Regions from separate parts of the Zea mays genome. Here region 2 is linked to region 1. Evidence: chromatin contacts called from public Hi-C data. All regions are on one chromosome and are shown on one strand. The core of a region is the stretch at or near the end of the contact, and the rest is flanking DNA. Distances in the headings are between cores, read along the strand shown. Region 1 holds the start of LOC100500978. Region 2 holds the start of LOC100281844 (formiminotransferase-like).

What was found. Hi-C and Micro-C count contacts between places; a contact is called where the count stands out from the background.
Region 2: a contact with region 1 is called in a Hi-C map of leaf, with 6 times the contacts expected there. The contact joins the promoter of LOC100281844 here to the promoter of LOC100500978 in region 1. A contact is called at or near these places in 3 of 25 Hi-C or Micro-C datasets (ear, leaf and tassel).

The regions. Positions count from the first base shown.
Region 1 is chr9:27,252,367-27,256,865 of Zm-B73-REFERENCE-NAM-5.0, reverse strand. LOC100500978 reads left to right here and starts at 2,012. Exons shown (of 2, transcript NM_001328382.1): 1 at 2,012-2,277. The coding sequence starts at 2,179.
Region 2 is chr9:27,530,954-27,535,452 of Zm-B73-REFERENCE-NAM-5.0, reverse strand. It overlaps LOC100281844 (formiminotransferase-like), which reads right to left and starts at 1,981. Exons shown (of 2, transcript NM_001154764.2): 1 at 1,294-1,981; 2 at 551-1,157. The coding sequence starts at 1,687. The coding sequence ends at 646. It overlaps LOC100283838 (DAG protein), which reads left to right. Exons shown (of 4, transcript NM_001156736.1): 4 at 92-517. The coding sequence ends at 234.

The DNA.
Region 1 (4,499 bases), core at 763-3,262:
CTTGTCCCACTCAGGCGAGCACCACCTATCCACCATCTGCTCCCAGCACTGATGATGCGCAGTGCACCAATAAGGAATCATCTACAAAGTAAACAGGTGAATTGCATATCAGAAGATAAAATTAAGGAAAATTTTTATCACGGATATTAAAGTGTTGTATTTACCTGCAAGTACTGGTCCCTGGTCAACGACATAGTTCGGGCTTCCTGCTTAGTCACCTTCTCCCTAAGGGTGGAGCCGTGGTAGCTGACGATGGCCTGTATTCATGCCTCGTAGTGTATATCAACGACGAGCTCTTATAGCTCGTGGTGGCCACCACATCCGCCCTAGCCTCGTATCCAGCCTCGCATATGAAGAAATCCTACATACAAAGACGATGTATTCATACATTATTTCAAAAATGTGCAACGAATGCGACATATTTTACATTATAGTAAGACTTGCCCATAGCTCTTGATTCACCCGCTCCGCCTTGTTGTTGAATTCCCTACCGTCCTGGTCTACTGCATCGGGGGCAACGACGTAGTGGTCGAAGGTGCAGGCTGGGCCCATCACTCTGGCGTACTTAACCAGTCCAGGAAAGTGTTCCCTGCACAGAAGGTCGAGGATGCCACTGGGGTTGCGGTCGTGACCCCCTACATTCTCCACAACCTTCCAAAACCGGTCCAACTGATAAATAAAAAGTATTAGTTTATATTATTAATTTAAACACATAATATAAAACAAGTAGGGAGAACATAAAGTTACATGCCTCTCTCCATCTGGCCGAATCAGCGACCGTCTGTCTCGAAGTATGGGACGATGAGGAAGACTCGCGGGACCTCACAGGTAGACGTTCCTCGAACCTGAGGTGCTAGAACCTGAGACATCCATTAAAGATGGTACCTCACTAACACTATCAACTAATATCTAACTAATTACTGTCCCCATCTACTAATCTACTAATGCCTAAATACTTATTAAGTAATAAATAAGTAATAGCTATTTACTAACTAATAGCTATGTACTAACTATTAAATGACCACAACAAGCAGAATTACATAACCTACGAATAATGTACGAAACAAGGTATATTTGAGATCACGAATGAGTCAAGTTACCGGTGGCGAAGGTTGAGTCAGACGGATTCCTATGTACAAAAAATATAGTACTATCAGTAAAAAATTCGGCAGCACCTCCCCTATACGGGGAGATTTCTAAAACCTGCAAAGAAACAACATCACGATGAGTGCCATGCACACTAACCAACACAGAAAACTACACGTTAGCTACATACTAAACAATATGCTAACCATATGCTAAACAATGTGCTAAACAATATGCTAAACATATGCTAACTATATACTCACTAACTTTCCTTCATCCAATATACTAACCATACGCTAAACATATACTAGCAATGTATTAACTATATAATCACTAATTATATGGTTAGCTAAACAATATGCTAACCATATACTAACTATATACTCACTAAATTTCCTCCATATACTAAACAATGTGCTAAACAACATGCTAAACATATGCTAGCAACACAGAAATACTAACCATATGCTAAACAATGTACTAATTATATTGGACGAGACAGAGGAGGTGGAGCACGTACCATAGGGGCGCGGCGGTGTCCACCGACGTCGTGTGGCCGCGACGGAGGACGAACGATGCCCGAGGAGGCGCCTCGGGGCGGTGACGGACAGGTGGTGATACGCACGAGATGAGGAAGGGCGGATGTGGCTTGGGGCAGCGACGAGGGACGGGCCGAGGCGGTGGTGTTCGGGTGGCGACGCGCGCGGAGGAGGAAGGGTGGAGGCGACTAGAGGCCGCGGTGAGGGACAAGCCGGGATAACGCGATAGGAATGGAAATAGGTGCATAGAAGAGAAGGACGATGACATGTATTGTCTAGCTCAACCCCAGATCTAGGGGCCACGTCAGCCCTCACTCGCCAGCGCCGCAGTTAACTCGACGTCACGGGCTATAGCATTGCACAAAGGGTAAAAAAAACGATATTAAATCGTCTAGGTCTAAACGTGGTTTTTTTAACAAAAATGGTCTAAAATAAAAACATTTCGGTCTCATCTCCGTCCACATCCGTCCTCCAGCACTCCAGCTGCATCGACGAGGACCGCCGTAGCGATTTGCGAAGCAAGGGACGGGAGAGGAACCCGAGGAAGGCGAAAATGATCTACCGCAACTGGTCGCTGCTCTCGTCCACAGTCGTCATTTGGGGCGGCGTCGCCACCGCCGGCCTCGCCGGTATCTTCCTCTTGGGCGGCAAGGTACTTCCCTCAGCCCCCCCCCCCCCCCCCCCCCCCGCTTGTTTCGCCTGCTCCGGCGGTAGATTGATGGTATTTAGCGTGGATCTGGTTGATACATCCGTGGGGGATTGGTCTGCCGCCCGCGATCATTACGAACCCTAGATTTGGGGGCAGATTTTTTTGGTGAGTCGCAGTTTGTTGTCCACAGGGGCATATTTATATGGTTACTTATGTGATTAGCAAGACTGATTTCAAGCGGGTGCTATGTAATTTTCGGTTTGACATAGCCATGTGGGTCGGGTCAAAACTGTAATAGATTTTTTTGTTACTGGATAGCCAATAGGGGATTTGACAACCTAATAAGGTACCACATAATTTTAAGGATTTCATTCAGCTTTTGTTTCTTCTTATTAAGAGCAATTGGTTAAGACAGAAGGCATTTAATTTGGCATCAATGAAGAATCATGTCTTAGGACAGAAGGCGTTTAATCTGCCACCAATGAACAATCTGTTTGTAGTTTCAAAGACATTAGCTGATGCAATTTTATTTGTTACTACTTCCCAGTACCATGTTTTTTTTGCTGACCCCACAGCTGACAACTACAATATCTTTCTTATTTAGTTCACTGACACCAAAAGGTAGCAGAAAAAACTGGAAAGAGTTAATAGATATGCATTTCGAACAGAGTGCATATACACTTCAGATAAGGTTAAATTCGCTAGAACAAACAAACTGGAAAAAGTACTGAATAAATCGAGATTACCATTACATGCTTGTTCTTCTAGAAATTCAAATTAACCCTGCACATGCCTGTGACATTACCATTACATGCTTCTGAACTACTGTCCAGGTACAAAAAATCATTTAACTCATGTTTTGGAATCATGAGAAATAAACCAGCCATTCCTTTCCTTTGCAAATTATTCTGTAACTTAAGTAGCCATTTCTTTTCCTTGCAAATTACACAAAACTCATGTTGGCTAACTTATCAGATTCCGAAGAATGTTTTCCTAGAGTTAGGAAAAGTATGTTCATCTGAATCAGTTTTACTTATGGAAAGTCACCCCGCAAGCTAAAGCAATTGATTAAATGAACCCGAGTGGCCGAATATAGTACAATATATCATTTCTTTCATTTAAAATATTTCTTTTGCTTGCAAAGGAAATGGCATGCCAGAGTTTACTGATTAATCAATCTTCAGATCATCATCTCATTGTTTCACCAAAAGGTTACAGATATAGCTGACAGGACTGATGGTGTCCTCTTTGATAGCGGCGACGATGGTGTGGGTGAGATAGCACAGGATGACGTGCAGGATGCCTCTGTACTATGATAGTATGATGGCAAACACAGCAACTTGCATGGTGCTGATGTGGTGGATGAGGTAGACAAGATGGTGGAGTACGGTGCATGAGCAGATCGTGCGGATGTAGAAAGGAGGAAATTGGAGCTAGGGGCAGTGGTGGGCTGTGGAGCAGAGGCATGGGGTCTGGAACACCGACCACAGGCAGGCAGCGCTGGGTGCCATGAGTGTCGTCGGGGTTTGGAGCACAGGCAGATGTGGAGTGGAGTCATGGATAAATCCGTGGGGTGTGTCCTGGAGCCTAGCGGAGATGTCATTTAGGCCGTCGAGCGGAATGTGAGAAGCGGGGATAGGAACCTTGTGTAAGTTTTAAGTAGTAGAGATAGAGATTTGGCAAAGTGGGTGCTCATTACATAATATTTTAGGCTCCCAAATCTCAATAGTCTCTTCCGGGTTCGGTTTGCCTTAACAGCTGATCCTTATATTCTCGAATGTAGTGATCACCAATTTGCAAAGAACTATGATGCATTTCGCAATCATGGACTGCATATTATGCAGGAGCCACACATCTTATTAAGGAAGAGAAATTAGCTCCCAGTACAAGGCAGCCCTGGTTGGTTCTCTGTTACATTCAAAACGACCCAAAGCTGCCTATACAGAGCAACTCCTCTAGTGCTTTAGCGCCAGCCATGCCCAATAGCCAGGCTTCCTCTGAAATTTCTCTTAGTCAATGCAATGCATGGGGATTGGGGTTACCTGTTATGCTGGTACTTATGCGTTCTTTTTGCTAAAAAAAACTTGTGTGACTGGTGTTCAGCGGAATGTTGTTTTGAATGTGAGTTCCTGTTCTAACACATATTGCCTTTTGTCATGATTTGTCCTTTTTCTTGGGTGGGTTTGGGCAGTGTGTGCCTTGTACTGTTGATGATTACACTCCGA
Region 2 (4,499 bases), core at 732-3,231, 280 kb before region 1:
GCGTGGATGAAATGAAACAACTGTTACTATGAACAATTGCTTTATTTTGGGGAAAAAAGTGCTAATGCCCCTCATCACCTTTGTCTGGCAGCTGAACTCTTCGTCAACGGTGAGATTGTTCAGAGGACTCCCGAGAGGCAGAGGAGGGTGGAGCCCGTGCCGCAGAGGGCAGCAGACAGGCCGAGGTACAATGACAGAACCCGCTACGCACGCAGGAGGGAGAACCAGCGATGAACTGTGCGATAAAATCATAAAAAAGACCACAGCAACAAGTCCCAGGTGGTTTCAGCTCTGGAATTCAAGGATCACCTAGTATCACCTGTATTAAATTGGCAATCTCACTTTACCTGCAGTCTAGAGTATCGTTTCTATGTGCTCAGCTTGGACGTATTGTATTCTGTAATTACAGCTACTTGGAGATTTGGAAGGACCTGGCTTGCAACGTAGTATAATCTCTAGTCTTTTTTCTTTGTGGCAATATATAATTGCTATGAATACCAGATTGAGATGGTTGCATACTGTTCGCAGCTCAACTTTTTTTTTTGTGCCATGGCTGACAACTGCTGGATTCCTAGATACACAGTAGTAGATTATTCCATTACCCTGCTTTCTGAACAATAAACAATCTATCACTGCCGAGAAGCCTCAGGCAGCTTGAGCGGCCTGCAAGTACAGCTCGACGACCTTCTCCCGCGAGAAGTCGGTGAAGTACCCCTGGCCGACGCCGACCCCGAGGCCGGCGGCGAGCCGGCTCACCCTCTCCTGCACCTGGTCGGCGCCCACCGCGTCCGGGTGAAGTAGGTTGCAGGCGACCTCGGTGGCGCCGTCGCCGTGCGCGAGCCCCATGGCCTGCACGCACGCGAGCCCGCCGCCGCGCTCGCTGACCGCGCGCGCGATGCGCCTCGCGACGCTGACGTCGGCCGTGGCCAGGGGCACGTTGTAGTTGTCCACCCACGGCGTGGCGCCCACCACCACCACGCCATTGGACGCGGACGACGTCCGGGGCCCGGCGTCCGGGGCCACCGGCAGCAGCGAGTCCGGCGCGCCGTGCCACTGCTCGCCGCCGGGGGAGGTCGGCGTGAAGTAGCCCAGCTGCCTCCTGATGGACGCCAGCGTCCTGCCGTCTCTGTGAGCTGCGCCGTACAGGTACGTCGGCACTGCTACGTACGTACGTTGGGATGCACGATGAGCACCAAGGCCAAATCCATCAGATCAGACTCTAATTATCATTTTTTTATAAAAAATTACCGGTTCCAGTAAATTCGCGTCTGGGAGGGATGAATGGTAACGGACCTTGAAGCCTGTCTCCGATGTCCGCCGCCACGGCCCTGGCGAGCGCGGTGACGTCCTCGAGGCGGGCGCTGGCCAGAGGGTGGAAGGCGATGTGGTCGACGACGCCGAGGCGCGGGTGCGCGCCGGCGTGGGCGTCCAGGTCGACGGCCTCGATCGCGGCCGCGACCACGCGGAACGCCGCGCAGCGCAGCGGCGGCGAGGCGGCGCCGCCCGCGAGGGGGGACACGAGCGTGTACCCGACCCGGTTGTAGGCGTCGTCGGCGAAGGTGTTGACGAGCACGGCCAACGGGCGGAGCGCCGCCGCCGCGTGCTCGATGGCACGCAACGCCCCCGAGTTGCGGGCCTCGGAGATGTAGAGTTTGCAGCACGCTAACGCGGGCGGCCTCAGCATCATCGCTTGCGCGCCCGAGGAACACGGGGCGACCAGGCGAGGCCCGCCCGAGGAACCGGGAGAATCGAGGACCTAGTGGGGTGGGGTCTGTCGGGGCTCACCTCTGTGCGCGCGCGAGAGGCGGGATGCGGGGGCGGCGGCGGAGGAGGACGCGGAGGAGAGGGAGCGGCGGACGAGCAGGAGCGCGAGGCGTGCGCCGGAGGGGAGCCGCATGGCGGTGGCGGCTTACTGGTGGGCTGCGTGTGGCCTCGCCGGCGCCACGCGTGCTCGCAGGTTAATAGAAGAGACACTGCGTCGAACGTTACGAACCAGTGGATGCCGTGCAGGTGTAAAATTCGATTGTAGACTATCTTTACATGGAGAAGGGATATAATCAATTTTTTTAAAAAAAGACGGAGGGACATATGAGGTCAATCCCCGGGGGACACCGTCAGGTCAGCGCGACGTCTGGCGACCGCCACCCCCACCCCGCGCCACGTGCCGAGGGCTTCGCCGGGACCTTCGCCACTCGCCGGTGACGAGCACACACCAGGTCAGCTGATGTTGCCTGCGCCCCTCTCTCCCCCGACGCCCCTCCTTCCCGCGCCCCTCCCTCCCCCGCCACCTCTTCCTCCACCTGGCTTGCAGGGGCTCTCGGGTACATTTCGAGACGGGTCGTTACGGCTGAGCACATCCCACGCACGCATAGCCCAGAAGCCGGCGTGCAGAGATTCTCAATCTCCCTGGACAAATCTGCAAAAGAGCAAGGCAGGGGAAAACCGGTGGAATAGAGAAGCGGGTCGGCCTGGTACGTGGAAACCTGAAGAGCATGGTTGGGCTGTGAAAGCGGATAACCTAGGGAAGGGGCTGCCAAGGAGTCTCGGCTCGGGCTCCATCTCCAGGGGTGGATTACAGCCCAGAAGGCCGGCAACAAGACGAACGAGGTAGGGTTTCCACCTGATCTTATTGGTGCTCGTTCCCCAAAACAGTTGTACGCCCTTCTTGCTTCGCTGTGGGCGCTGCCTACCCACAAGCGGGAGAGCTTCTCTGGGGGTGGCGATCCATCCCACTCCTCCCGCCCGACTTTGGTCCTCAGCCAGGAGGGGGAGGGGGTGAGCTCGCTGGTGAAACTGCAGAGAAGATGGAGCCCAAGCTGAAACCCACACAGTGGGATCGGTGGAACTCTAAGGCCTTGTTCGTTTCTGCTGGATTGGTGGGTCGGAACGATTCCGGACCGGATTGCTTCTCTAATTTATATAAACTTTGATTAGCTGGAACGATTCCGGGTGTAATCCGACGAAAACGAACAAGGCCTAAGGAGGCGAGGAACCCACCCAATGCTTGGGGGGAGACACCGCAATATGAGTTGGCGACTTCGACCCCCACATTTGAAATCTAAGGGAGAGGTGATCGGATCATCATCTGGTGACAGGAATACCCCAGGTAACCCTAATTCCCCGACTCTCCCTGGGATGCTGGAGGTAGAGGGAAGCTGTCCCCTGTTTTTGCCAAAAATGTGGAGATGAAGGTCATCATGCCAGAGATTGTTCTAGGGCTTTGTGGTGTGATATCTGCATGAAAGAGACCAATGTAACTGCGTAATGTGTGTGGCCAAGACTGAACAAACCTATTATGCCATTAGTGGGAATGGCAGCAGATGGTTTGGGGTTTTACTCTTCTCAGTTTGGAAAGAACATTTCCAAAAAACCAAAGAGGAGTCTGCTGGGATTAATCAAAATTGTGGAGGGTATGGTGTCTGCTGGTGATCTGGAGAGGGATTTTAGCTTCCATTTCCCATGGGGACGCCCCTGGAAAGCAGCTAAGTGTCATCTTGGTTTCCTGATGCAATTCCCATCACAGGACAGGCTTGATGAACTGACCAACTTTACTGAGTTGAAGATGAAGATTTCAGGGGTCAAGATTGTAGTAACTGCGTGGACTTCACAGGCTATGGCTAAATCCAGATTACACTCAGTTTGGATTAAGGCCGAAAATGTGCCTGAAGAATTGTTGAACTATCAAGCCATATGTGAGATGGGATCGGTTTTAGGAGCTGTGGAAGAAGTGGATCTGGCCTCTCTGAAATCTAATGACATGGTTAGATTTAAAGTGCATGTGAAGAGCATCGCGAGGATTCCACCTGTCATTGAGATAGGAGTCAAACATCTCTTATATGACATTTATTTTAAGGTGGAAAAGGTGGAAACTGAAGGATGGAATGAGGAAGAAGCTAGTTTGAGAAAGAGATCTTTTGTTGATTTACAACCGAACGAGTTTGGTTTGGGTGACAAGGGAGGGAAAAAACCCAAAAGTGATATCCAAGAAAGTGGGAAGGTCTCTCTGATTCCTGAAAATCAGAAAACATCTTCCTCTGAGTTTAAAGAAGCAATGATTTCTTCAGATCCTCATACCAATGAAAATGACAAATGCAATGAAGAGGGGGGAAATCTGGGGGATGAAAACAATGAGAAGGTAGACTTTGAAGATAGTGATGAAGGCCTCCTCAGTTCTCAGGAGCTTAACAACTTTGTGAAAGGAATGGGTGTGGAGATAGCAGATGAGCAGGAATTGGAGATGGATGAGGGTGAACTTCTTAAATTTCAAGATGAACAACAAACCGGTAAGGATAACAAAGGTAAAGCAAAGTTGGTAGATCAAGTTGAAGGCACAAGGAAAAGTAGCAGACTGGAGGCAAATGACGATATCAGGATTACGGACAAAGCCATCAACAGAGCTGAAGCGAAGGATGCCTTCTTGAACAAAGGTAACAACCCCAACCCCTTCTCCATCTTAAATTCTGAAAATAACTTGTTGATTGATATAGCTAAAAAACTTG